7 separate regions of the Mus musculus genome follow, and regions 1, 2, 3, 4, 5 and 7 are each linked to region 6. A link is a contact called in public Hi-C, HiCAR-type, HiChIP or PLAC-seq and Micro-C data. All regions are on one chromosome and are shown on one strand. The core of a region is the stretch at or near the end of the contact, and the rest is flanking DNA. Distances in the headings are between cores, read along the strand shown. Region 1 holds the start of D830025C05Rik (a long non-coding RNA gene). Region 2 holds the start of Ddhd2 (DDHD domain containing 2). Region 3 holds the start of Tacc1 (transforming, acidic coiled-coil containing protein 1). Region 4 holds the start of Lsm1 (LSM1 homolog, mRNA degradation associated). Region 5 holds the start of Fgfr1 (fibroblast growth factor receptor 1). Region 6 holds the start of Zfp703 (zinc finger protein 703). Region 7 holds the start of Tm2d2 (TM2 domain containing 2).

Region 1 (3,325 bases), core at 259-2,758, 1.4 Mb after region 6:
TCAGTGCTGCCCCTCTGCCACCAGGACCTCACAACCTCCTTCGCCAACCCAAGACCTCTAGGCAGTTTCGGAGACTAAAGGGTGAGGAACGGAATCATCAAAGTGATGTCATCAGTGACTCCAATTTGGGTTACAAAGGCTACTATCAGACCTTACTCTGGTAGGGCCTCCATTCAAGGAGTTCTCGAGGAGTTGGCTAGACTACAGAATGTGGGCAGGCAGGGGGGGGGGGGGGACGCAGCTTTGGTCCTGTAGTACAGACGCTGCCTCAACTAACTCCGACCCAGAAGTGACTTCGCGGGCTCGTGCGGGGGACCTTGTTGCCTTCCGCGCGGCTGCCGTGAAGGACGCGAGCCAGTCCCAGGATTTGAGAGCTCATTGGATGGTAGTGGCGTCACTCGGAGTGACGTCACAGGGCGAGGCGCAGGAGGTGGAACCATGGAGACTGGGCTTCCGGCCCCTTTAGCGTGGGGGCGGGGAGGAATTGGGAAGGTAGGGTTGGGGCCTTAGTCACCTCGCAGCGGACAAGGGCTCCCTCGGCGTCTCCCGTCAACCCCGATCTCTCCCCTAAACTTTGGACATTCTCCCCTACGGTGTACCTGACCCCACTCCAACAATCCCCAGACCCACCGCAGTCCTCCCCACTTTCCGCGGAGACTACCGGCCGAGAGCCGAGGGCGCCTTTTGCACCGGTGCGGCGAGCGCGGGGTGCAGAGGTAACCCCGCAGCGCTGGGCGTGGGGTTCCCCCGAAACGCCGGGCAGACTGCCTGGGAGTGGCCCGTAGCCCCGGGGCCAAGGGCTGGGGAGCCTCCGCAACAGGCCCGGCCTCCCTCCGGAGGAGCGCTGTCCGCGGTGGGGCTGGTTTCCGAGGTGCTGTGCCCGGTTCGCGATGTTTACTTTTTAGCTGAGGTTTCCATAGGGTGGGGTTGAGGGCCTGGGGAACCTCCTTCCGGCACGATTGCGAGATCGCAGTGTTATGCCAGTAGCTGAGAAGCGGCTCGGGGTGGAGAACGGTTTTAGTTAAAGGTACAGAGCTTAGTTCGGACTCTGGAGATTCTGCATCTGCGCTTGAGCCTTTAGTAGATACCATTATGTCTTCGCTGTTCCCACATGAAATTAGTGAGAACTTTTAGACTTTTGGGTTGGTGGTAAATGAATCCAGGGTGCTTACTTTCTACTTGTATTTTCTGGTTACAGATAAAGATGTCTTTCTCCTTTTAACCGTCGCAGCAGATTATTAGACACTATTGACCAGAAATTTAAAAAATTAAAAAAAAAAAAGCCTTTGGAGGCCACATCGTCTTCAGGATCATCTTCTTAGAACCCATTTCTGTGTGTTTGGATCGAAAAAGTACCATTTTCAAATCCAGAGCTAAGAAAATACTGAGGCTTTTGTAAATGAACTTGAAGGAAATTTTACACCTTGAATATGCAAATCTCTCTCTTTGCCTTAGTTTTTCTTAAAAAAAAAAAAAAACCACCTAAATTCTCATGTTTAATTGATTCCTTTTTAAAATACTAAATTGTTTGCTTCTTTTGCCTAGGTCTCTGTGTTGGTTAGTTGAAACAAAAAAAATAAACATGGCCTTCTACAGTTATAATTCATTCTTAGCTATTTTCTGGACAAGGTAAGGCTTGGAGTTTCCCACAAAAAAAAATGTATATAAACTCATGCATCTATATGAAAAACATGTGTTGTAAAAGACGTGGTGACAAATGCGTTTAGTCCCAGCACTCAGGAGACAGAGGCAGGCTGGTCTCTGAGTTCAAGGCCAGCCTGGGCTACATATCAAGACCGTCTCAAAAATATACATAAATAAATAAAGGAAGTAACCAACAAAACAAAAAGATTGGCTTAGTACAGAAAACCTTGCTGAGTTTTCAATACATTTCAAGGAAGAACATATTTTAATTTGAACTGCTTTAGAATGTAAGCTGAGTAATTTTGGAAATACATGATAGAGGAAAATAGATGAGACAGTTTTAGAGTGGCATTTCTGTTATTGATGAAGATTACACGAGGACCTCAGGTGTAAGGAAAAGTAAAATGGCTCTTAAACAAGCTTAGCCCAGGACATGTTCCAGTCTAAGGTCCCTTGTCATCTCACTTGTGCATTCAGAAGATTAACTGAACACTCACCACTTGCCACATTCATTGTATATTTTTCCTTTTGTCCATTTATAGGCTATATTTTGATATGTTTAAAAATTGCATTAAAGAATGGGAAAAGGCCATCCTTTAGCCAAGAACAACAACAAAAATCTCCCCTTCTCTCTTTCTTTTTTCTTTCTCTTTCTTTTTTCTTCCTTCCTTCCTTCCTTCCTTCCTTCCTTCCTTCCTTTCTTTTTCTTTTTGTTTGTCTTGGGGTTTTGTTTTTGTTGTTTGTTTTGTATCTATGTCCTGGAACTCACTCTAGACCAAGGTGGCCTCCAACTCAGGCATCTGCCCACTTCTGCTCCTGAGTGCTGGGTTTAAAGGTGTGCACCACTCTTGACTGACTGGCTGCTTGGTGCTATCTCTACTTGGCTGTGTTTTATTTATGTTCTAGCTTAACTACAGGATTAGAATATAAAAACCATTGGTCGAAGTGCTCAATTCTAATTCCTATTTTTCAAAGTCTCTTGAGTAATTTCAGGGAGATTATATTTCATCCCTTTGAGGGAATCTATAGACACATGGACAAAACAGTATCACCTGATTGGTTAATCCTCACAGGGACTATGAAGTTGTTTCATCAAAATGTTCTTGGTTGTCAGTAGAGTAGCTAACAGTCAGAGCTTCGGCTACTTTATGAGAGTAGAGACAGTACTGTCATATCATCCCTGACAGAAATATGTTTTTGAATAGATACTTTTTCTAATAAGACATTTTAAATCTTTTTGTTGCTTAACTACTCAAAAAGAGCATGCCCCTGACACCCTTTTGGAGATCACAGGGCATCTTATGAAAGTCAGTTCTATCCTTCTACCATCCGGGTCCCAAGGATTTAACCAGGGTTTGACAGCAAGTGCTTTTACACCCTTGAACTATCTCACTGGCCACTAGATGTTTACATTAATAGTTTCAGAACTTGGAACTTGCTATAGCAAATTACTCTTCAGAATTAACTTACTGATATTTTTCATAAGAATATGTTCAATGATTGAGCACAACTCAGCTATTTGAACACTTGCCTAGCATATGTGAACTTTTTTTTTTTTTTTTGGCTTTGGTTCCCAGTATAGTTTTAATGGTGCACACCTTAATCTCAGCAGTAGGGAGGCAGAGGCAGTCAGATCTCTGAATTCCAAGCCAGCCTGGTCTACCAGCAAGTTCCAGGAGAG
Region 2 (3,199 bases), core at 110-2,609, 1.2 Mb after region 6:
ACACATGAAGCAGCACATACATGACACACACACACACACTGCATTGGCTGGTTTTGTGTGTCAACTTGACATAGGCTGGAGTTGTCACAGAGAGAGTAGCCTCCCTTGAGGAAATGCCTCAGTGAGATCCAGCTGTAAGGCATTTTCTCAATTAGTGATCAAGGGGGAAAGGCCCCTTGTGGGTGGGACCATCCCTGGCGGGTAGTCTTGGGTTCTATAAGAGAGCAGGCTGAGCAAGCCAGGTGAGGCAAGCCAGTAAAGAACATCCCACCATGGCCTCTGCATCAGCTCCTGCTTCCTGACCTGCTTGGGTTCCAGTCCTGACTTCCTTTGGTGATGAACAGCAATGTGGAAATGTAAGCTGAATAAACCCTTTCCTCCCCAACTTGCTTTTTCGTCATGATGTTTGTGCAGGAACAGAAACCCTAACACACACACACAGACAAATATATAAATGTAGTAATTTTTAAAGGTCGGAGACCAATATGGGGCTTCATAGCAAGGCCATCACAAAACAACAACAAAAAAAATCACACAAAAAATGGTGTTACATTAACGTGCAGATATTGGTGTGTAGGTGTTGACTTGCAGAGACTATGTGGTTTTTTTAAAAAAAAAAAAAGTCCACGTTTTGTTCCTTCTCAGTTTCTGGGGGAAAAAAAAAATCTCGAAGCCTTGTCTTATAATCAAGTTAGAAACCAGCAAAGCCTCTTGTCTTTCCTTCCCGTGGCACCTGCTAGTCAGGCGCTCCAGCGACAATCCGCATCTCTAGCCCTGCCAGTCTCCAGAGCGCTGGGCTTACGTGAATAGCCACCGCCATCACCCTACATCAACTAGGTCAAAAACAAAAAACAAAAAAGCCAACAAACAAAAACCTCATTTGCTGCCTCTTACAGCATCCGTATTCTGTCAGACTCACCTCTTAGGCTTTAGGGATAACTTTGACAGCCTCTCAATCCAAATAGAGGGAGGGAATGGAGGACAGACAGACAGACAGAGCCTTCAGTCACCCCAGTCCTGCCCACCGGGGTTGCCGGGACCCATGAGGGGTCAGAAGGTCCGATTTTCCTCCTTCAAAGCCTCAGCGCAGGCAAGGCCTCCCGTGCGTGTCCCCCACGCCCCTAGCGCGTGCCCGGCGCGTGCCCGGCGCCCGACGTCTGCCCGCAGGAGGAGCCAGGTCTCGCGCGAGTCCCCCAGTCCTCACCGCACATCTCGCGACACTTCGGAGGATCTTTCTGCGCCTCCGGCTCTCACCGGGAGCGCAGCCTCCGCGGGCGCACTGCTCTCCTCCGCTGGAGCGCTGAGGAGCCCGCGGTGTGGGGATTGGGGCGCGGCCGCAGGCTCCGCCCGTCCGCCCCGCCCGGCTTGGGAGGTAGGCTGCAGCGGCGATGTGGCCCGGGCTCCCTCCGCGAGGGCTGAGAGCGCGAGCGGCGGTGTGGACGAGCGAGTCCAGGTCCGCGCGGGAGCCTGGGCCGGGGCGAGCCGGGGGTGGAGAGGCTCCAGTGTGCACGGTATCCCGGGGCATCCGTGGACGGCTCGGCTGCTCTCCTAGATCCCGAACTCGGAGCCCCGAGCTGGCGGCGGGAGCAGGCCGAGGTCTCGGGAGGATAACGGGGAGGCCCGGGGAGTGTTGGTTCCTGAGCTGTGCGGTCCGACCGTGCCCGGTGCAGCGATGCCGCTCGTCCATCTCCCGTCCTGGGCTTTTGGGTTCTGCTTCTATGTCTGCAGCGCTAGTCCGCCGGGTGCTTTAGTGCTGGGGTCGGTGGGAACTCGCCCGACATCCATCGCCCCGGGGGCAGTTGAGGTCATTTGTCACTTTTCATCCGAAACTCTGGCTCTGCGTCTCGGTGGGTCGATGCGCAGCTATAGCCTGCAGGCAAAGTTTCTGTTTGGGCGTTAAATGTACCAGAGCCCGTATTGAAGCACACTGGGAGGATCAGCCAAAATGGTTCTTAAGCGATTAGTTCTGTTTTCTGTATAGTAAGATTCCAATAGTTATGTAAATGTGTGTGTAATTAGAAATGTACAATAGAGCCTGGGGCCTTAAACCTACCTGTTATTACTGTCTGACACACTAAATGGTTTGTAGTGTGCACACCTGGAGGTAGGAAATTTCCAGCCTTCGCTGGTGCTGCTACTTTTATTGTGAAAATTGTGGTAAAACACCCTGTTGCAATCAGTTTTGACCGTGTGTTTCTTGACATTTCTGGGTTTTCTAAAGAGCTTGTTGTATGATTAGACATTTTTTAGTTTTCTAAGGAGAATTGGAAGCTCAGTATAGAATGATGGAGCTGAACATTTTGTTTCTCTCCCCAAATAATTGTGTGTGTATAAAAATTATGTAGCTTTTAAATATTGCTGTTTTCAAGAACAGCTTCCAAAAATGGTTATTGAGCATATGAACATTACAGTGTTAATAGATGCAAAATAATTCTCCTGATAGTTTTTTTTATTTTGTCTTCTAGAGCGAAATGTCATCGGGGGAATCACACCAGGAGCAGCTGTCTCAGTCAGATCCGTCCCCATCCCCGAACTCTTGTAGTTCCTTCGAACTCATAGACATGGACGCCAGTAGTTCCTATGAACCCGTTTCTCCACATTGGTTTTATTGTAAGGTACTAGATTCCAAGGAGCTCTGGATTCCTTTCAACTCTGAGGATTCACAGCAGCTGGAAGACGCATATGGCTCTGGTAGGAAGAAACTGATGACTCTAATAAAAACTAACAAGTAATATCCTCTACTGTGATAGCCACTAACATGAAATTTCAGAATTACACCATTTTCATCCTTTTAAAACTGTATTAAATTTCTGCATAGTTATCAAGTATTTTTCTCTATTCTAGCTTGTGTTTGACTTTTTAGTCAGAAAGTTTGTGTGTAGAGTCGTCACATTGCAGACTGAGCTAACATGTCGCTTTTGTTCTCATGTAACAAAGTGTTAGTGAGGATATATCATAATTGCTATTAATTTGCCTTTAATCCAAGTAAAAACTTCAGAAAAAATCTATGTATGTATCTGTATGAGACTGTGAGTGTGTGTGTATAAGTGTGTATAAGAGGCATTATTGTCTTAGAAGAGGAAAAATGTTCAGCTAGTATTTGCTTTTTTCATTAAAATATAATTGGTTTGAAATACTAAAAATTACTCATGAAAAAAATATGAGCAAAAAAAAAGAAAAAGGATGAGTGAAAAAAAAA
Region 3 (3,679 bases), core at 35-2,534, 1.8 Mb after region 6:
GGGTTTCTAATCTGAAGATTTGCTTGATCATAAACCCAAGACAACGACAGTTGGATAGTCTTGGCATAGTTCTTGTAGACCTAAAACAAAATGACTTCCGCTCACATTTTTAAAAAAAAAGTCTTTCAACACTTTTGACAGTCGTGTTTATCTCAGGCAAGAAGCAGTAATGGGCTCTAAAGTATACTCCTGCCTTTTTTTTTTTTTTATTATGGTAGGATACCTGCCAAGCCTTATCTTACATGTTTGCTTGTCTTTGTTATGAAGTGTATAAGACATTTGTGATTCATCTGCAGTACACGACGTGGTGCCAGCTTCTTTCAGGGTAAGCTCATGAGCATCCTGAAAATCTTCGCCTGACTTTGTTCTGAATTTTGGAGGCACACTCTCTGTGGGAATTGTAGCCACCTCACAGATTCTCTGAGACTGAGAAATGTCAGTATTATGGAAAACACACTGATGAGCTAATGGTCTCAAACTTGGCTTTGGAGGAAATGAATTCACTGGGAGAGAGGACCTGGGGCAGTCTCTTAGTGGAATCCTTCAAAGATAAAGGGGGGAAAATTCTTCTCTTCACCTTCAGAGGTAAAAGCCTTATTCTGAAGACTGTCACCAGATCTTGATGGCTCTGTACTGAAGAAGCAAAGGACATCAGAAACCAAGGACCCAGGAATTATCTGAAAAAAGCCTAAAGTTATGAAAAGAAAGAACAACAGGAAACGGCTCAGGCCGTCTTATCAGGGGGCAATTTTGCATCTATCCCAGGTCAGGGCACTCCGGAGCCCTCATGAGTGTGGCTTGGTGAGGGCAAGACAACTTCAATTCTTCTGTAACCTGGGAGCCTTCCAAATCCTGGGCGTAACAAGGATGGCGCTGACCAGTGTCAAGGATCGGGTACAACACTCTACAGAGGTTCTGAGTTGTTTTGTTTTTAAATAAGGGGCTTAACTTCTGTACAGCGCAGCTTCAGCCACGCCATTAAGTCCTAGCGGCAGGAAACACAGATAAAAGGGGAAGAGGAACAGCGCCGCGGCGCGCACACGCTCGGAAATGGACGGCGGCGGCGCGCGGCGCGCGGCAGGCGCGGATCCCGCGGGGAGGGCGAGCGCGGTCGAGCAGCCCCTGCCCAAGGCCGGGCGCGACCAGCGCGGCGGGGGGAGCGCGCTTCCAAGCGGCCGCCCCCGCGCGCCGCGCCAGTAGTTCGGTCCGAGGGGGCGGCTCCAGGGGCGCGGCTCCGCGGCGGCCGAGGCTGCTCCAGGCGGGAGCGGACCCCAGAGCCCAGCGACGCGGAGCAGGGCTGGCGGGGGAAGAAGCGGGCGGGCGAGCGGGCACGCGCGGGGGCGAGCTTCGGCGCGGCGGCCCGGAGGAGCGGGGGCGAGCGGCGCTGCGGGGCCGTGGGAGGAAGCGCTGCGCCCGGCCCGACGGCGCTCGTTGAGCCACATCCGCGGGTCGCCGGCGACGTTGCCGGCGCCTGTCAAGGCCCCTCCATTTTGAAGGAAGAGGCCGCCGTTCCCCCACCGCAGGGGCGGCAGCCGCGCTCATGGCGTTCAGTCCCTGGCAGATCCTGTCGCCCGTGCAGTGGGCCAAGTGGACGTGGTCCGCGGTGCGCGGTTCGGGCGCCGGAGAGGACGAAGCCGGAGGTCCCGAGGGCGACCCCGAGGAGGAAGAGGACTCGCAAGCCGAGACCAAATCCCTGAGTTTCAGGCAAGTACACCGCATCCCAGCCGAGATGCAGGCGGGCGCCATCCTCCCACCGCGGTCAATGCTGTGTGCGCGCAACCGTGTTCCCGGCTCTGCTGCCCGCAGCCGGGTCCCCGCTGTGTACCCGAAAGTTCGGGATGTTCTGTCTGCCCGTGTGCTTTTCGTCCTCTGTCTTCGCTGTAAGCTTTCTGAACCCAGCCCCGAATCCGCAGTCTGCGCATCCCGGTTTGCCTGGGTCGCTTTCTCGAAGCGTCGACACCCCGGCTCCGACGCAGCGGCACCGGGTAGTGGCAGTTGATAAGGCCAGGTGCGATTTGTAGCGTTTTCCCCTTGTGGGCAAGAAGTCGCTCCACCGCCCTTCTTGGCCCCGCAGTGTCCTAAAATGCAGCCTTGGTAAAAGAGGATCGCGTGATGACAGGTCCCTGGCAGCTGGTGAGAAATGGTGGTCTCTGCTGAGCTGTCACACGTGTGATTGTGGAAGGCAGGTGACGGCATTTTCAGCTTCCAGTGACTTCCAGACAGGTAGAGGCCTACGGAGAAGAACAGTATAGCTAGAATTGGCTTAGTTTGGGGGGTGGGGCGATATTAATTTTTACGCCCCTGGAAAGGGTTGATTGGGAAGTCTTTTTGTGTGTGTGTCTGTGCGTGTGAAAGGCAGCGATGACAAAAAAAAAAAAAAAAAAAAAAAAAAAAAAAAAAAAAAGGTCCTGGTGAGAAGCTTCAGAGGACGAAAGAGATTTCGGGGAGCTAGGATGCTGGGCATCGCTGAAAATGCTGCAGCCGTTCTCAGGCTGGGTTGAGGATTGGTTGGTTGTAAAGTTAGAGGCGCTGTACTTGCACTTTGGTGGCTGAGTACGTTTTAAAGGCAGTTGGAAATACCGTTGACTGTGGTAATGCCTCGTTTTTCCCCCTCGGCAGCTCGGATTCTGAAGGTAATTTTGAGACTCCTGAAGCTGAAACTCCAATCAGATCGCCTCTCAAGGAGTCTTGTGATTCATCACCGGGATTGGCAGAACCCGAGGCCAAACCCCAAGGTAACAAAACTTGAGTTTTCTACCTTTTTGGTTTTAACTTAAAAAAGAAAAAGAAAAAGAAAAATTTAAAAAGGATGTGTGCGTGCCCTGAGGACCACTTCAGACAGGATGAACTGGCTCCTTGCTGATTTGGATTTGTTTTTGTAACATAAACGTTTTGATCATCTGATGATCCAAAGCTTGCTTTATTCTCTGACTAGAGACTGTATGAGGTCATTTTTTTTCCCCCAGCCACTCCTGTTAGACTTCCTTCTAAACCCCGAATAAGTAAAAAAACGTAGCAATGGCTGGTCTGGTTATGTTTTAGATTTGGCCTCAAAGATTTCAGAGACTAGTTGTTTTCTACAAGGGTGTGGCTAGACACCAAATTATAGGTAAGAGTTGATTTTTGAGTTAGCAGTGTTAGGCAGTTTCAAAATTGCTTGCTTTTCTCTCCCACAATGGACCAGCGGGGAACCCTTCAGTCTAACCAAGAAAATCCGGTTCACATACTGTCCTTTCTACCCCCACCCCACCCCCATCCGAACCTAGTACCCGCCCTTTAATTCTCAATGCCTCTGGCCCACTAAATTAATGGAAATCTTTTTTTGTCACACTTAAAAAAAAAAAAAAAAAAAAAAAAAAAAAGACAGGCTCTCAGATAGCCCAGGCTGGCCTTGAACTGATCCTGCCTCCTCAAAGAATAACAGGCCTGAACCACCATGCTCAGTTTATTGTCACCTAGCTTTGAATAACATTTCACTTGTCCTGGTAGGAAGGAATTTGTTCCTTTGGTAAATGAATAGAGGCAGTGAAGCTCCTTTCTCACCGGGAACATTTTGGAGGGAAGTTGTCTTAGTCAGGGTTTCCCCTTGCTGGGAAGAGACACCATGACCAAGGCAACTCTTATTTCTTTTTTTTCTTTAAAGATTTATTTATTATAATATCTAAGTACACTGTAACTG
Region 4 (3,685 bases), core at 480-2,979, 1.2 Mb after region 6:
ATATCAAATGAAAGGGTCTGAGATCCACAAAGTCCAAGAAGGCTTGAGAACACAAGCGCGTTTAGTAAGATAGCAGACTTGTTGTTAGAAGCTTCGGTAATTCACGTATCTAAGGAAAGGTGAAGGCAAAAAGTTCCACTAAGAGTATTTCATCACACTTCATAGATAGGCTTATAAAGTAGTGTATATGTGTATGCAGCTATAATACACATATAAATATATATTAATATCTATACCTGTAATATATGAGCAAACTTTAATATGTTTATCCCAGTCTATATAATCACAGCTGCTCTCTAATTTGCAAACTCACACAAAACATTTTTACTTGTTTGAAGTTGTAAATCATTTTGCTTTTGAAAAGTCACAGTATTAAAATGATTTTAAAATGCTGATTATAGACCTGAGAGATGGCTCAGTGCTAAAGAGTATTGTCTGGTCTTCCAGAGGACCCAGTACCCTCTTCTGTTCTCTCCAGCACCAGGCAAGCTCGCAATGCACATACATACATGCTCATATACAGCGGTTTTTTTTTTTTGTTTGTTTGTTTGTTTTTTTAATGCTGCTTTAAAAGTTATATTCATCCCAGCACTTGGGAGGCAAAGGCAGGAAGATTTCTGAGTTCCAGGCCAGCCTGGTGTACAAGGTGAGTTCCAGATCAGCCAGGGCTATACAGAGAAACCCTGTCTCGAAAAACCAAAAAAAAAAAAAAGTTATATTCAAGGAATCATACACAGGTAAGAATTCGGGGCGGGGGAATGAAAGTGGAGGCTGGAGAGATGGTTCAGAAGAGCACGTGTTGCTCTTGCAGAAGATCTGAGTTCCTTTCTCAGCACCCACACTGTGACTCTGTAACTCGGTCCATAACTCCAATTCCAGAGGATCCCAAGAAGAGAAAGTCATCTGGCTTCGTGGATACCAATATGCCCGTGGTTTAATTACATGTAGACGAGACATAAATACACAATAAATTAAACCTTTTAAAACCGAAATTGTAACCTCTTTATTTTTACAGGACTAACCTCCTTTTAGTAAAAGCAAAACTGTCAAACAGAAAAGAGTAAGTTTGAAGTGACTTAGCATTCGCAGAAAATCCCGTTATTACGTCCGGCACCTGTCTCTACAACTTTAATCTGAAAGTGCTAATGACCCTTACAGAAAAAGGAGAGTGCTAGTGGCTATACAACAGAAAGCCTACGTTCTCTGCTAATTAAATTCAACTGCTGTTGTCGGGTCTGGTGAGTCCTTTCTAGAAGCAATCTCCATCCATTCACTGTCAAACGCCTTACGAGGGGCGCAGCATCCGACTTGGGAACGCGAAGTGGCTCAGGCGACTTCCTTCGCGTGCTCTGCCCTTCACGTTCCCAAGTCGGATGCTGCGCCCCTCGGAAGGCGTTTCACAGCTTGGGGGGCGGGGGGCGGGGAGGTGTTACCCGCTCAAGGACAGAGAAGGCAGCTTGGGAAAAGGCTCCGTCCGAGGCTGTGAAGGCAGAACCACCCCGCCCGGGCCCAGAGATCACTCTCTGGGCCCTTGTCGAGGGACGCCCACTCGAAAAGGGGTCCCACACCAGGCTTCCCCCGAGGGAGAGGTTAGGTACTCACTGTCGATGTCCTCGATGAGGCTGGCGGTGCCGGGCATATAGTTCATGTTTGAGCTCTCGCAAGGCTGCACCGGACGGCCGCGAGGGCGTCCAGTCGCCCGTCGGCGGGACGCGGACGGGAACCGGCCGCTCACCTGCAGCTCAGACACCGCTAGTCGCCGGAAGCGTTTCAGGTGACCCCACCCACTTCCGGTATCGCCTGCCCGTCCGCCGAAAGAGGCGTGCCGGGCGTGTTGCCAGTCGGTGGCCGACCACGTTCTCTTCCCCTCCAGTCAGTGCAGTGAAGTCCAGGTCGGAAGGGCGGAGGATAGGCGTTTCCTCACGCGTGACGAGCGCTGCCCCTCGCCTCGCTTTCCCGACCCGAGGCCCGGATTGACCCGTACCGTCCATGACCGTTCCGCGCTCGGCGTGCAAGGGGCGGGACCGGCTCGGGATTGGCTGTAGCCGTCCTATCCCCCTCCGCCGCTCGCCAATAGCGGCCTCCCGCAGGCGCCTGCGCAATGGGACGGTCGTGGGGGGCGGGAAGCGCTTCGCGGCAGCGGAGCCCATGTCGGCCCTGAGGCGCTCGGGCTACGGCCCCAGTGACGGCCCTTCTTACGGCCGCTACTACGGGCCCGGGGGAGGCGATGTCCCGGTGCACGTACCTCCGCCCTTATACCCCCCTCTTCGTCCGGAGCCTCCCCAGCCTCCGGTTTCCTGGCGAGGGCGCGGGGGCGCCCCGGCCGAGACCACCTGGCCGGGCGAAGGCGCAGGTGGCGATGGCTACTACCCCTCGGGAGGCGCCTGGGCAGAAGCGAGCAGAGCCGGGGGAGGCCACCAGGTAAGCTTCGAAGTCTTTTCCGGGGCTCCAGTCGGGAAGTCTTGGGCAGAGGTGAGGACATTTGGGGGTTTTATACTTAGGGTCTGTTAGGACTCGGGTCTCTGATTTGTTCTTCTTTTGGGGACGGTGCAGAGACGAGGACCAGAGATGCGAGGGGAGCTAGGCTTGGGTTCCATTTGTCCCTTCGTTTTGTTTGTTTGTTTGTTTGTTTTTGCTTTTTTTTTTAACTTCAGCCATCATAAGTGTTCTTGTTAACCACGAAAAAAAAAAACGAAAAAATATTCTGCGCTGACTTCCTAAGCTTAGTAGCAGGCTGCAGGATCTCTTTCCCGAGAGCGTAGGTTAGCGTGATTGGGCTGTAACAATTTATCCTGCGTGGCTCGGGGAGCTGCAGCCCCAGCCCTTACTCAGCAGCCCCTCCCACGGGGAAGGGATCGAAACGGGGCGGGCTGATCACTTAGTTCCTTATCACTAAAGCTTTGCCTGGAATTGAATCAGGAGGGATCAATGTTGCAAAGTACCTTAATGTTCTATTTAATCATCGCAAGACTGCAAGACAGATGTTATTAATGCTTCCCAATTTTTGAATGGAGAAGGCTCTGAGAGACCGACTTGCTTAGTATGTTTGGACCTGTAACATTTTGTTGCTTGCATACATGCCAAAAGTGTGTTTCTATTTTATCTTCGTATGGGGCTATCATTCTAGGATGGTGGCACACATCTTTTGGCCTTTGTAACATTCTTACTTGCAGAAAATTAATTATAAAATTCTCACATATCCACGACGGGATTGTAAAATAGTACAGTGCTTTGGAAAATAGCTGGGTCGTTCCTAAAACTTCTGACAGAGAGTTAATTTATGATCTAGCAGGTCTACTTGTAAGTATACTCAAGAAATAGAAAACAAGGGCTGAAAAAACAAAAAACGACAAAAAAAAAGTCTGCTGGTGGTGGCGGCGCATGCCTTTGATCCCAACACTTGGGAGGCAGCCGGATTTCTGAGTTTGAGGCCAGCCTGGTCTACAAAGTGAGTTCCTGGACAGCCAGGGCTACACAGAGAAACCCTGTCTTGAAAAAAAAACAAAAAACAAAAAAACAAAACAAAACAAACAAAAAACAAGGGCTGGTGTGTTTAATCTCAGTACCCAGGAGGCTGAGGCAGACTAGCCAGCCTGGTTCACATGGACATAATGAGTTCCAGGACAGCCTGGACAACGTGGTGAGACCCTGTCTCAAAAAATGAACAACAACCACCACCACCACA
Region 5 (3,304 bases), core at 676-3,175, 1.5 Mb after region 6:
CCACGTCTCAAGAAATGTTAAGGGGTGGTGGTGGCGGTGGTGCTAAAGAATCTCAGTTTTAATTTAGGAGGGGGAGGGGAGGAAGAGGGATGTTTAATAATGTGGCTGCGGTGTACCCGTGTAGGGTGAAACGGAACCAGATGCGGCAGCTACATCTGGGAAATGGGGGGTGGGGTGGGGGAGAAAAACGCCGTCGAAATGCTTTGCAAATGAGTTAATAGCTTCTACTAGGCCCAGAGAAAGAGAACTCCCTCCTGCACTCCCAAGGTGTCCAGCTGCCTCACTGGGTGGGTAACTGTTTATTACAAACCCCATCTATATATTTAAAAAGTCAGTAAATTCCTCTAAAAATATGAGTACTAGGTTGTCTTACCCCGCCGGAGACACTACAAGAGGAGGCACAGGAGGTGTGGAGAGGGGGTCTGGGCCAGAGAAGCAACAAGCGGGCAGAAGAGGGCTCCTCCGCACCGGACAAGTTCTCCTCATTTCCTCCACTTCCCAGAACGATCCAGACCCCGAGACCCCCCACCCCCCGCTTCTCCAGACCCCTTCAAGAGTCCTCTAGGTCTAAGATAAAATAGAACATTACCACCACCACCACCATCACCCCTCAAAAGGGGGGGGAATCTTTGCTCGCTCTCCGCTAAAGCCGATTCAGCCATTTGGTGACGACACCTCCTTCAAACCTATTCCAAGACAAGCTAGCCTTCCCCGCCACTTCCTTTCCTCTTCAACCCCCCAACCTGGACCCCAGACTTGCCCGGAGGTAGGAAAACACTTGAAAAGATCCCAGATGTAGGGTGTTGAGCTTAAAGCCACCGGCTGAAACGGGGTGAATCCGCAAGAGGACCAAAAGATAGATGATGTACACACACACACACACACACACACACCCTCCATCTCCCGGCCCATTCCCGCCCTCCTCCCCAGTAGGGAACACACAGCTTCCGCCGCCTTCTCCTGGGCCAAGAGGGTCGGGGTCTGGACTCGGAGCGCAGCAGCCTCCTCGCTAGCTCCGGAGCGCGAGTTGGCGGAAAAGTTAGGCAGCGGGCAGCAGCAGCGGGCCCAGCGCGCGGGGAGGGGGCGCGGGCAGCGACACTGGCCGAGGGAGGAGGGACAGGGGCGCCGGGGAGGGAGCGGAGTCGGGGGTGGGGTGGGGGATTGGAGGAGGGAGGCGCGGGCTGCGACTGGCGAAGCGCGGGGGCCGCTCGGGACGCCCAGCCAGCCGGCTCTGCGGGCGCCGGCGACTCTTACCTCACTTGGCGCTGCGGTCCCGCCTCTGGAGAGCTCGCCGTGGCGCGGCGGGTGTCTGTGTCTTGCGCTCCCGCCGCTCGTCTCCGGGCTCCGTTCAGATCCTGATGGGGTCTCGAGGGCTCCGCGGCCGAGGCACGACTCCCGGCGGCACTCCGAGCCGGGCGCCTCCAGCCCGGGCGGGAACAATGGAGCCGAAGCTGGTGCCCCGGAGGCGGGGCGGGGGGGAGGGCTCGGGTCCGCCGCCCGGGGTCCCCAGATCGTGCGCCCCCCGCTCTCCAGTACGCAGCGGCGGCGGTGGCGGCGTCTCAGGCTTCTGGCAGCCCGAGTTCCATCACCCCTCCTGGGGCTCCGGCGTGCATTGACTGCAGCACGGCTGTGGTGCGCCCCTGGGACCTGAGAAAAGTCCTCGGTCTCCGCTGCTTTTCCAGCTGCGGCGCGCGCTCGCGGCCGGGAAAGGCGAGGTCGCCGCAATGCGCTAAGCACAGTCTCAGTCCAGTCCGGACGTCTCGGCCCCGCTTCCCTGCGCAGCCCGGGTCCTCTGCACGCAGCGGCTGCACCAGGGTTCCGGCTCCCGTTCCGCGCCGCCCGCAGCGGAGAGCCCCGCCAAAGTACCCGCAGGAGCGCTCCGAGCGCTGTGCGCCGGCGAGGCGCGAGGGCTCGCTCTCTCACTCCCACCCGGCGCTAGTCCCACCTCCTCCTCCTCCCCTTGCAGTTGCCTGCTGGGCCTTGTAGTTCTCAAGCTGCAGCCCCGGAGAAGCCTGGAGCGAGCAGAACTGCTCTACAGTCTGGTCTAACTTGAGTTTTCGCCTGGAGGGCGCCCGAATTTCAGACTGTGTGTAGATCAGCGATTTGGGGACAGGAGTGGAGGGTGGGGAGGGGCGGGTGCCTGGCTATAATTTTGAGGTTGCACTGGGCAACTTGGTCTTTGGTTATCTCTGTGCCTTGGGGTATGATTTTCGTGCTCTAAATCTCGGTTTTCCCGTCTCTAAAAGGAATAAATAGGACCCTCACATAGCTTACAATATACGAACTGTTTTTATTGATGGATCGGTTGACTTTCCCCCTCAGACCCTTTCCTTGGATCTCAACTTTCCCCAGCCACATAATTTAGGTTTTGTGGTTCACGCTGGAATGGACCCTGCAAATTCTACAGTGCTGTTCATGGTAGCCTTAGAAATCACCAGCTTTCAGGAAGCAACCGAAGAGAGGAGGGGTTTTTGTTTTTTTTTTTTTTCGGATGGGGGGGGATGTTTGTTTACTTGCTTGCTTGTTTTGTTTTGTTTGCCTTAGGAATTAATCAGAGTCAAACCAGAGCCTCCACAGTATACTATGAACCTCAAAGAAAATCGCTGAAATGCCCTTCCCACCAGGTCCCTCCACAGAGATGTTAATCTGTGGCTCTTTAATCCAATGAGTCCAGTGGACGTGAATCATATTGAGATTGTTAAAAAATAAAAATTTTTGATCCTGCTTGGACATGAGAAATCCCGATGTTTTGATGAAGCATGCTAACAATTCTGAGACAGCCAGTGGGGCCTTCGCCTCGTTGCAGGAGCTCACTTTCCAGCAGTCTAAAATGATGATGTACATATGCAATCCTAGCCCTGGAGGGTCAGAGACTTAAGATCACCGTTGGCCACATAGGGACTGAGACGACAGCCTGTGCTTACAGACCCTGTCTCAAACAAATCAAACACAGGGGTTGGCGATGCAGCTTTGACAAAGGCAAAGACAGTGCTTTGATTCCAGCACACTCTAGACCTGACTAGGTGGTTGGTACCTGTTGGTTTGCTGCATAGCAGTGGGGTGGGGGCTCTGCAAATTTTCCTGGTGACTGTGATGTGATGTCTACTTGGGGACCACTGGAAGGGTGGAATATGTCACACTAGGTGTGAATTCCACCACTCAAAGACTTTGGGCATGTCACGAATCTGATAAGATCTAGTCCCTCTATGGGTCTCCCCCATGAGAAGCAGACTGAATGAATGTAAGTGTGCCAAAAGGGTCACACATGTGAAAGCCATCATGAGGGGGACTGTTCTATTCCGCT
Region 6 (3,301 bases), core at 302-2,801:
CGGGGGACGAGGAGGACGAAGAGGTGGTGGAGGACACCGACGAGGAGCCGCTGTCTTTGCGGGAGTCGCCGCCTCCGGAGCCCTTAGAGTAGGGCTTGAAGCTCGACTTGTCCTCCGCGGGGGAGTCCCCCAGCTGCTTGAGCGCCGCGGCCGCGGAGGCGGCGCCGGGGGCGGAGCGGCTCGGGTCTTTCTCGGATCCCAGCCCGTTGGCCGCCGCCGCCGCTACGGAGTTGAGCTTGGATGAGGGCGGCGGGTCGGGCTTGCCGATCTGCGAGCAGGTCTGGGCTAGCAGAGCCAAAGGACTCTTCTTGGCGTCCAGCTGCGGGAGACAGTGGCAAAGGGGAGGGAGAAGGGGGTGAGACTGGGAGACTCACTAAGCGCGCGCGGAGAAGCTGAGCCGAGCACTGTGGGCGAGCGAAGGGAGCTGAGCGAGGAGGGTCACGGAAGGAGGGCCTGGCTCTGGCCGAGTAGCTGGGCGGAATGACACTTGCCTTGTGGGTTAGTCCCCGAGTGTGACATGGGCGCTGGCGCGCAGGAGAAATGGCTCAACCACAGCCCTCCCGGTTAAAGGTGACTTCTCTGTAATCCGGATGGTGATTCGCCCCTTTCCAGATAATTTTCCCATCTTTTTGGGCCAGGGAAAAACTTAAGCCTTTAGTTTGGGAGAACTTCGTTTGGGACGGGTTTCTGGTGATGGCGCTCGGTGTAAGAGCAGGGAGAGGCGCCTTCTAAAGGCAGAGCCGCAGTTGGCCCTGTGAGTAGCCCCTCCCTCTCTCCTTCCCTCCCTTTCTCCCTCCCTCCCGGGGAGGACACCCAGAGAAGTAAGATGAAGAAAGACCCAGGATCCCGAGTGCCTGGTTGTCTGCACTGTGCCCCTAAACAGACGGGGGAAGATGCAGAGGGACACCGGGTGGAGGCGAGGGAGGCCCAGAAGCCGTCTTTGGACAGGACTCTAAGGGGCCAGAGGAAAAGTAAAGGACTCTGGGCACCATAAGAGCAAATCCAGTCGGTTAGAAAACACGCAGCTCCAAAGGGCGACTGGGCAAAACCCTTCCACCCATGAGTCTAGGGAGAACCTGGGCGGGCGGGGAGGGGGGTGTCTGGTTCCTGCCTTCCGTCCCTCCTCAGGAGGTCCGCCTGCGTGGCCAGCTTCGGGCCTCGCGTCGCTACGGGAGGTGGGGTGGGGTGGGGGGTGGTGGAGGGAGCAGAGCCATGGGCCCAGCATGGGTGGAGGAGTGGGGTTCAGTTCTGGGTGGGCAGCGCCCGGAGACTGACCTCAATTGGGCTGACGGGTGTGGAGGACAGCGGTTGCAGGTACTCCGGGTGCAGGAGGTGACCGGTGTGAGCGCTCAGCATCTTCAGGACCCTGATAGGGAGCCGGTTCGCCTGGCGCAGGGGGTCCGCCGGGGGCAGGAGGGACACCACTGCCGGCACCGCCGGCCTCTTCCCGCCGCCGCCGCCGCTGCTGCTGCCGCCGCCGCTGCCGCTGCTTTCGGGTGTCCTTGGGTTAGATCCAGCGGGCGAATCGCTCATTTGGAGGAGGCAGTGCCACTGGGGGGGCGGGGAGGGAGGGGAAGCTCCGGGAGGCGAGCTCCCGGGGCGGGTGGGCTCGCTCCGCTGCGTCGAACGCCGTGCAGCAGCCGCTGCGCCTCCGTGCCGCCTCCCCTCCTCCACCGCCGCCGCCGCCGCCGCCGCCGCCGCCGCCGCCGCCGCAGCTAGCCCAGGCGAGCAACACAAAAACCTTCGCCTTCCGCGAGCTGCACGTCAAATAGCCGCGATCTGCAGCCACACTTCAAAGGGATCGCCGCGCCCGCCCAATCGCAGCTCTCTCCCGGACCCCGGGGCGGGGAGAGCGGAGGGCGGAGGCGGGCGCCGCCGGTGGGCGGGGAGAGTCTTAAAGCGCCCTAGCCGGTCGCCGCCTCCCGGCCTTCGCCCAGCGCTGGATCTGCTCCCCTTTGCGGGTTGTGCCCGGCTGCCCTAGCCCACGGGTCACCCAAGGGACGGGACTTCTGGACACGGGCTCTGTGCCCTCTCCTGTTGCCTGCTGCTTCCCACTAGTGTCTAGGGTGGAGACCGGGGTGGGAACGCAGGGCGCCTGCTCCGGTCCTAGGATCCAAGCCTCTCCCCGGGACCGCCGGGGGGCGGGCTACGCCTCGGGAGCTCGGCAGCTTCTCCGAGCTGCTTCGGCCGGTTCTCTTTCCCCTAATTGGCCTCTCCCGGATGTGTTCACTTGGAAGCGCCGAAGCCTTGGGGGCATCCACTATTCCCTGGGCGCTGCCTGAGCCCTTCCAACTACTTTGAGCCTGTCCAGTCAGACTGGAAGTGGAAGGACTCCCTTCCCGGTGAGACGGTCTAGGTGAAGCGTGGTTGAAGGTTTGGCTCCCTGGCCAGGAAGCGTCACCTCAAAGCTCCTGGAACGCCCCCAGGGGCGCTCTGAATTATAGATCGTGTTTGGTGTGTTTCAGGGTTCTTGTCCCGTTTAAAGTCATAAAGCTACCTCACTGTGCTGTGACGAGCTGAGCTGCCGTTTGGCGGCGACGTGGTTGGAGGTAGCATCAAAGTAGAGGCCGATGTCCTAGAGGAGGGGGGGGGTCTCAGCATTGCAGGACGACACAAACTCTAGAGACTGCCCCATTGGTTTCCCCTCCGGCGAAATTTCGAAATAAGACCTTTTTATTAATAATAACAGTACCCTCTCGGATTCCCCCAAGCCTTCCGGAAAAAGTACGTATTTACACTTGGCAGAGATTTTTACATAGTCATGGTCCTGACCATAAAGTTCTAGATCCTTGGCTCAATCGACTGAGCTTGGTCCTTTGTGCCCCAGCTCTGGAGTGACCACTTTTGCGTGCCCTCAGTGGCCAGTGGAGGCGCGCTGGTGTCGCTGTTCCTTTTGAATACCCTTTTCCAGTCGTGATTTGTCAGTCACTCTGACCATCAAGTTCTGACTTTGTAGGAGTGTTACCCAGGACTATCTGGTTCTGACTGCCTGATGCTGACTCACGGTTGTTTTTTTTTTTTTTTCCCTGACTCTGATATCATTGACTCAACACAACGTGAGAGCAAGAGATTCCAAAGGGGTCGTCAAAGTGAGCGGAAGGAGCGAATCATAGAACAATCATGAACTTCATGATGTGCAGGAGAGAAGGCGGCAGGCAGCTTCCAAGGCCACATCCGTCATACACAGAACTCAAACTCTCCCTGGAGCCACAAGGTTTGATAAATAAATGTGCATAGGTTTCTCAGAAATTACCCGACTGTCCCTTCCCTCTCTTTAGATCTTATAAATTTAGTGAATAGC
Region 7 (3,417 bases), core at 509-3,008, 2.0 Mb after region 6:
CCTGTATCTTAGTGCTAGGCACAGTGATGCAGACCTGTATCTTAGTGCTAGGCACAGTGATGCAGACCTGTATCTTAGTGCTAGGCACAGTGATGCAGACCTGTATCTTAGCGCTAGAAGGCTCAAGCAAGAGGAACCTGGTTTTAAGGCTAGCTTGGGCTGTAGTGAGACCTTTTCACAGACAGACAGACAAACAACCAACCTACCAGCACAACAAAACTCAAACCAAACCAAACCAAACCAAACCAAACCAAACTTCATTGGGTTTTGAGAGACCAAGTTAGATGCACTCACTTTAAGGCTATACTACTGGCTTCTCTGGAATGTTTTATCCTCAAATAAAATCATAACTGACAGACTCTAGCTACTTCCAACGGATATGGTGCAGGCCGGCTGTCACCTGCATGAGGAACTTGCTCCAAGTGCGTGTGTAACCAAGAAAGGCCAGTTCAGCACCAGCTTTACAAAGTGCATGGCTTTGCTGTTGTTGCTGCTGCTCTGTTAAGAAAAGCCTTGCTTTGAAAGTACAGTCGATGTCTTGGCTTTAATTTGTTAGTTTCAACAGTCAAAGGAAGCAATACAGGTTGGTCTTTGCACTTGGGTGGCTTGGGCACAGGCATGGTTGGTTCCTGAGGAAAGCAAATGTGCTCTTCAGCCGTTAAAACCTTTGTCATGTTTCCAGCGACAGTTATACGGATGAAGTTGTAAAAAAAAAAAAAAAAAATCAAGTCTGTCTGTATGCCCTTCTGTAATTCTTTAACAGCACCCGGCCATGCTTCCCACGAAGGTGCCTGTACAAAGAACAAAATCCTCACCTTGAGACAACCATAACCAAGCTCCTGGGAGGCAGTTGCATTTCCAACGTGATCCACTGGGGCATCACAGTCTACGAACTCGTCGGGTCTGCAAATCAGTAAGATTTTTCATCAGTGCCTTTTGCCGATTGCTTCTGTGTCCGCACGCAATGCTATTTTCGTTCCTCTTTTAATATCTGTTCCTCCTTCTGTACTGGGAACTGGATACGCTAGAGGTGCTATCTACCTTTGAGCTACATTTCCAGCCCTTGAATTTTCTTTCTTTCTTTTTTTTTTAAATTTGAGACAAGTTACCCAGGCTGGCTGGTTGGCCTTGAACTCATCCTGTAACCAAGGCAGCAGAAAGGGTGCAGGAAGTGGAAGGGTTCTGTAGCCTACATTACTCCTTCCCAGTATCTACCACTAACACACAGTTTAATTGCTTTCTGTGGCAGGGCAATTGAGAGGCACCAGTCCCGGAATCACCTCCCCGAGGTGGAAGCAGCCTTCCGCTCCCACAACCAACAGCTATCCCTGGCCCGATCCCCCTCTAGGTCCGCCCGCCACGTCCCGGCAGCTTACAGGTAAGAGCAAAGGATGACTGGCGAGTTGGGGTCGCTGTATTCCCAGCTTGAGGCCGCGGGACCCTCGAGGTGAGCGGCGCCCGAGGGTGTGAGATCCAGTTCGGCCGTAGCATTAAACGAGTGGCTCCGAGAAACACAGTGCAGCAGCAGCAGGTTCCCCAATAGCAGGGCCGCCTGGCCGCACAGCAATAGGTAACTCACAGGGCAGCCGCCCAGCACCATCTTCCCGGGGGCCGGTCCTAGAGACCTGGCCTAAAAACAAAGCCAGGCCGCCACGGCCCACCGGAGCCCGGCGCTGTCAGGCCTCTCTCTACGTCGGGTACGCAACCCTCCGTTCCACAGCCAACCCGTGCGCAGCTCGACGCTCCGCCTGCCACTACGGCCAATCAGAAACGGCCAGGGGAAAGGTGTGGCCTGGCTTCGCTCCGCCCTCCAGTAGACCCTTCACTGCTGCACGGAGCGGAGGGAGGGTGGAGCTTCCCTTAGCCCCGCCCTCCAGCCCCTCCTACCTTCTCTAGTCTCCGCTGAGCGGGCGGAGGGGCGGAACAGCCGGGCGCGAACTGGAGCGGCGGCGGCGGCGGCCGCCGGTGGGTTGGCCAGACTGTATTTTCCCTACGTCAGCCTCTGGCCGCGGGATCGGGAAAGGGGCGGGGTTTTTGGGGGGGGGGGGGTTGCTGCGTCAGTGCCGCGCGCGTGCTCGCCGAGGGCGAGCGCCCCGCCAGCCCGGGGGCCCCCGCGGGGTTGCAAGGATGACCGAAGGGGCGGAGGCGGCGGCCGCGCGTTGAGCGGAACCTGCCGAAGCCCTCGCTATGGGGCCGCGCGCGCTCTCGCCCCTTGCCTCTCTGCGACTAAGGTGGCTGCTGGCGTGTGGCTTGCTGGGCCCAGTCCTCGAGGCCGGGCGACCAGGTGGGTGCCGGACGGGAACCGTGCTGTGGGGAGTGAGTGCTGGGTGGTGAGGGCTGCGAGGCGGACCCTGGGCTCCGGCTCCCCTGTCAGCGCTGACCCGGAGCCCGGTGGCCGGCGGCCGGCTGCACTGTGGCGGTGCGCTCGCTACTCCCGGGCTGCAGCGAGTGCTTTGCGGGTGGAGTGGCTGTCACCAGCTCTGGGCTGGGAGATGGAACTTTTGCTTCAGTCTATCAGGATTTGGGGTTTGACGTTCGCCGTCTTGGACGACTCAGCAGTAGGTCCACAGGGATCCCGATGGAGAAGAGGGCGGGTTTTCCTTGGGCCGTTTTTTTTTTTTTTTTTTTTTTTTTTTTTGTTAGTAAGGATACTTAAAATAATAAAATCAACGAAACGCTACGTTTCTAGAGCCTGTAGTTCAATCTATCTAAATCTGGACAAAGAATCTCTGCTCTGTTTAACCCAGGGGATTATCGGAAAGAATTAAATTACTGTTCGCCAGCACATCTGAATTGTGAAACTTCCCGTAAATATGTAAGATATTTATATTGTGGATGATGAAACTGAATGGGAACACACTAGGTTCTTTTTTTCCTGGAAATAAGTTATTTATTTCATCCTTTGTATTAAATTAGTGTTTGCATGGCTTAGTTATCTCTTTGAGCTCCGGGAACACTATGGACAATAGAAGGCTTTACAAAATTGTTGCCTTCAAAGGTGATGAGTGTAGATTTGAGTTCAGGACCGCTGACCTTCACGAAACTAATTACAGCTTCTTGTCTTTGGCTTTCTCCTTTTTAATTAAGTTAGCGTCCTCCTGGAGTTTATAAATACTGACAAATTTTCAATGGGATGCTTCCAGGACGTGTCTGATGAAACGTGCTGTTCTAGTTAACAATATCGCTATGAAAGGAACTGAAATTTTAATAATCTCTAACTTCTTGTGTTTGCCAGCAAAAACCAGATTATATTTTTAGTACATGTATATGTTTGTTGTTACACATGGGCATAAAAATGAATGGAATATCCTTGTGTTCTTCAGTTGCTGCTGCAATGGGCCAGCTGCTCACATAGGCATGAGTATTCGCTTTGGAAATCTATCCAGCCTTCATCAGGAAGGAAACCCATTCCTGATG

What was found. Hi-C and Micro-C count contacts between places; a contact is called where the count stands out from the background. HiCAR-type assays count read pairs that join an accessible place to other places. HiChIP or PLAC-seq counts read pairs in DNA pulled down with a chosen protein or histone mark.
Region 1: a contact with region 6 is called in an H3K27ac HiChIP or PLAC-seq map of large pre-B cells, with 7 times the contacts expected there. The contact joins the promoter of D830025C05Rik here to the promoter of Zfp703 in region 6. A contact is called at or near these places in 4 of 39 promoter capture datasets (hippocampal neurons, liver, pre-B cells and 1 more), 2 of 484 Hi-C or Micro-C datasets (embryonic stem cells and uterus), 6 of 115 datasets of contacts at active chromatin or transcription factors (astrocytes, bone marrow-derived dendritic cells, embryonic stem cells and 3 more) and 1 of 9 other capture datasets (adipose tissue).
Region 2: a contact with region 6 is called in an H3K27ac HiChIP or PLAC-seq map of cardiomyocytes, with 6 times the contacts expected there. The contact joins the promoter of Ddhd2 here to the promoter of Zfp703 in region 6. A contact is called at or near these places in 1 of 39 promoter capture datasets (hippocampal neurons), 1 of 15 datasets of contacts at CTCF or cohesin (large pre-B cells), 2 of 484 Hi-C or Micro-C datasets (CD4 T cells and the N1E-115 cell line), 6 of 115 datasets of contacts at active chromatin or transcription factors (astrocytes, bone marrow-derived macrophages, cardiomyocytes and 3 more) and 2 of 9 other capture datasets (embryonic stem cells and liver).
Region 3: a contact with region 6 is called in a Hi-C map of CD8 T cells, with 2.7 times the contacts expected there. The contact joins the promoter of Tacc1 here to the promoter of Zfp703 in region 6. A contact is called at or near these places in 1 of 484 Hi-C or Micro-C datasets (CD8 T cells) and 2 of 115 datasets of contacts at active chromatin or transcription factors (astrocytes and embryonic forebrain).
Region 4: a contact with region 6 is called in an H3K27ac HiChIP or PLAC-seq map of thymic regulatory T cells, with 10 times the contacts expected there. The contact joins the promoter of Lsm1 here to the promoter of Zfp703 in region 6. A contact is called at or near these places in 9 of 39 promoter capture datasets (3T3-L1-derived adipocytes, the C10 cell line, the SN4741 cell line and 6 more), 1 of 15 datasets of contacts at CTCF or cohesin (the NIH/3T3 cell line), 2 of 484 Hi-C or Micro-C datasets (both in embryonic stem cells), 8 of 115 datasets of contacts at active chromatin or transcription factors (the NIH/3T3 cell line, bone marrow-derived dendritic cells, embryonic forebrain and 5 more) and 1 of 9 other capture datasets (embryonic stem cells).
Region 5: a Micro-C map of embryonic stem cells shows a contact between it and region 6, with 3 times the contacts expected there. The contact joins the promoter of Fgfr1 here to the promoter of Zfp703 in region 6. A contact is called at or near these places in 2 of 39 promoter capture datasets (hippocampal neurons and liver), 2 of 484 Hi-C or Micro-C datasets (both in embryonic stem cells) and 1 of 115 datasets of contacts at active chromatin or transcription factors (embryonic stem cells).
Region 7: a contact with region 6 is called in a HiCAR-type map of astrocytes, with 3 times the contacts expected there. The contact joins the promoter of Tm2d2 here to the promoter of Zfp703 in region 6. A contact is called at or near these places in 2 of 484 Hi-C or Micro-C datasets (CD4 T cells and regulatory T cells), 3 of 115 datasets of contacts at active chromatin or transcription factors (astrocytes, pancreatic cancer cells and thymic regulatory T cells) and 1 of 9 other capture datasets (adipose tissue).

The regions. Positions count from the first base shown.
Region 1 is chr8:25,594,666-25,597,990 of GRCm38.p6, reverse strand. It overlaps D830025C05Rik (a long non-coding RNA gene), which reads right to left and starts at 1,508. Exons shown (of 1, transcript XR_003947362.1): 1 at 1-1,508. Letm2 (leucine zipper-EF-hand containing transmembrane protein 2) reads left to right here and starts at 495. Exons shown (of 11, transcript NM_001364069.1): 1 at 495-716; 2 at 1,546-1,629. The coding sequence starts at 1,583.
Region 2 is chr8:25,752,440-25,755,638 of GRCm38.p6, reverse strand. Ddhd2 (DDHD domain containing 2) reads left to right here and starts at 1,359. Exons shown (of 18, transcript NM_028102.1): 1 at 1,359-1,453; 2 at 2,466-2,691. The coding sequence starts at 2,472. Gm17484 (predicted gene, 17484) reads right to left here and starts at 1,159. Exons shown (of 2, transcript NR_154462.1): 1 at 920-1,159.
Region 3 is chr8:25,199,147-25,202,825 of GRCm38.p6, reverse strand. Tacc1 (transforming, acidic coiled-coil containing protein 1) reads left to right here and starts at 1,284. Exons shown (of 13, transcript NM_177089.5): 1 at 1,284-1,704; 2 at 2,620-2,735. The coding sequence starts at 1,541.
Region 4 is chr8:25,783,635-25,787,319 of GRCm38.p6, reverse strand. Lsm1 (LSM1 homolog, mRNA degradation associated) reads right to left here and starts at 1,729. Exons shown (of 4, transcript NM_026032.1): 1 at 1,603-1,729. The coding sequence starts at 1,648. It overlaps Bag4 (BCL2-associated athanogene 4), which reads left to right and starts at 2,111. Exons shown (of 5, transcript NM_026121.3): 1 at 2,111-2,421. The coding sequence starts at 2,149.
Region 5 is chr8:25,517,380-25,520,683 of GRCm38.p6, reverse strand. Fgfr1 (fibroblast growth factor receptor 1) reads right to left here and starts at 1,925. Exons shown (of 18, transcript NM_010206.3): 1 at 1,255-1,925. Gm31288 (a long non-coding RNA gene) reads left to right here. Exons shown (of 3, transcript XR_003947368.1): 3 at 1-996. RefSeq lists promoters at 1,786-2,000, 1,786-2,760.
Region 6 is chr8:26,975,586-26,978,886 of GRCm38.p6, reverse strand. It overlaps Zfp703 (zinc finger protein 703), which reads right to left and starts at 1,551. Exons shown (of 2, transcript NM_001101502.1): 1 at 1,276-1,551; 2 at 1-319. The coding sequence starts at 1,533. It overlaps Gm39150 (a long non-coding RNA gene), which reads left to right and starts at 2,972. Exons shown (of 4, transcript XR_001778540.2): 1 at 2,972-3,214.
Region 7 is chr8:25,015,552-25,018,968 of GRCm38.p6, reverse strand. Tm2d2 (TM2 domain containing 2) reads right to left here and starts at 1,758. Exons shown (of 4, transcript NM_027194.3): 1 at 1,377-1,758; 2 at 816-903. The coding sequence starts at 1,600. It overlaps Adam9 (a disintegrin and metallopeptidase domain 9 (meltrin gamma)), which reads left to right and starts at 2,047. Exons shown (of 22, transcript NM_001270996.1): 1 at 2,047-2,284. The coding sequence starts at 2,188.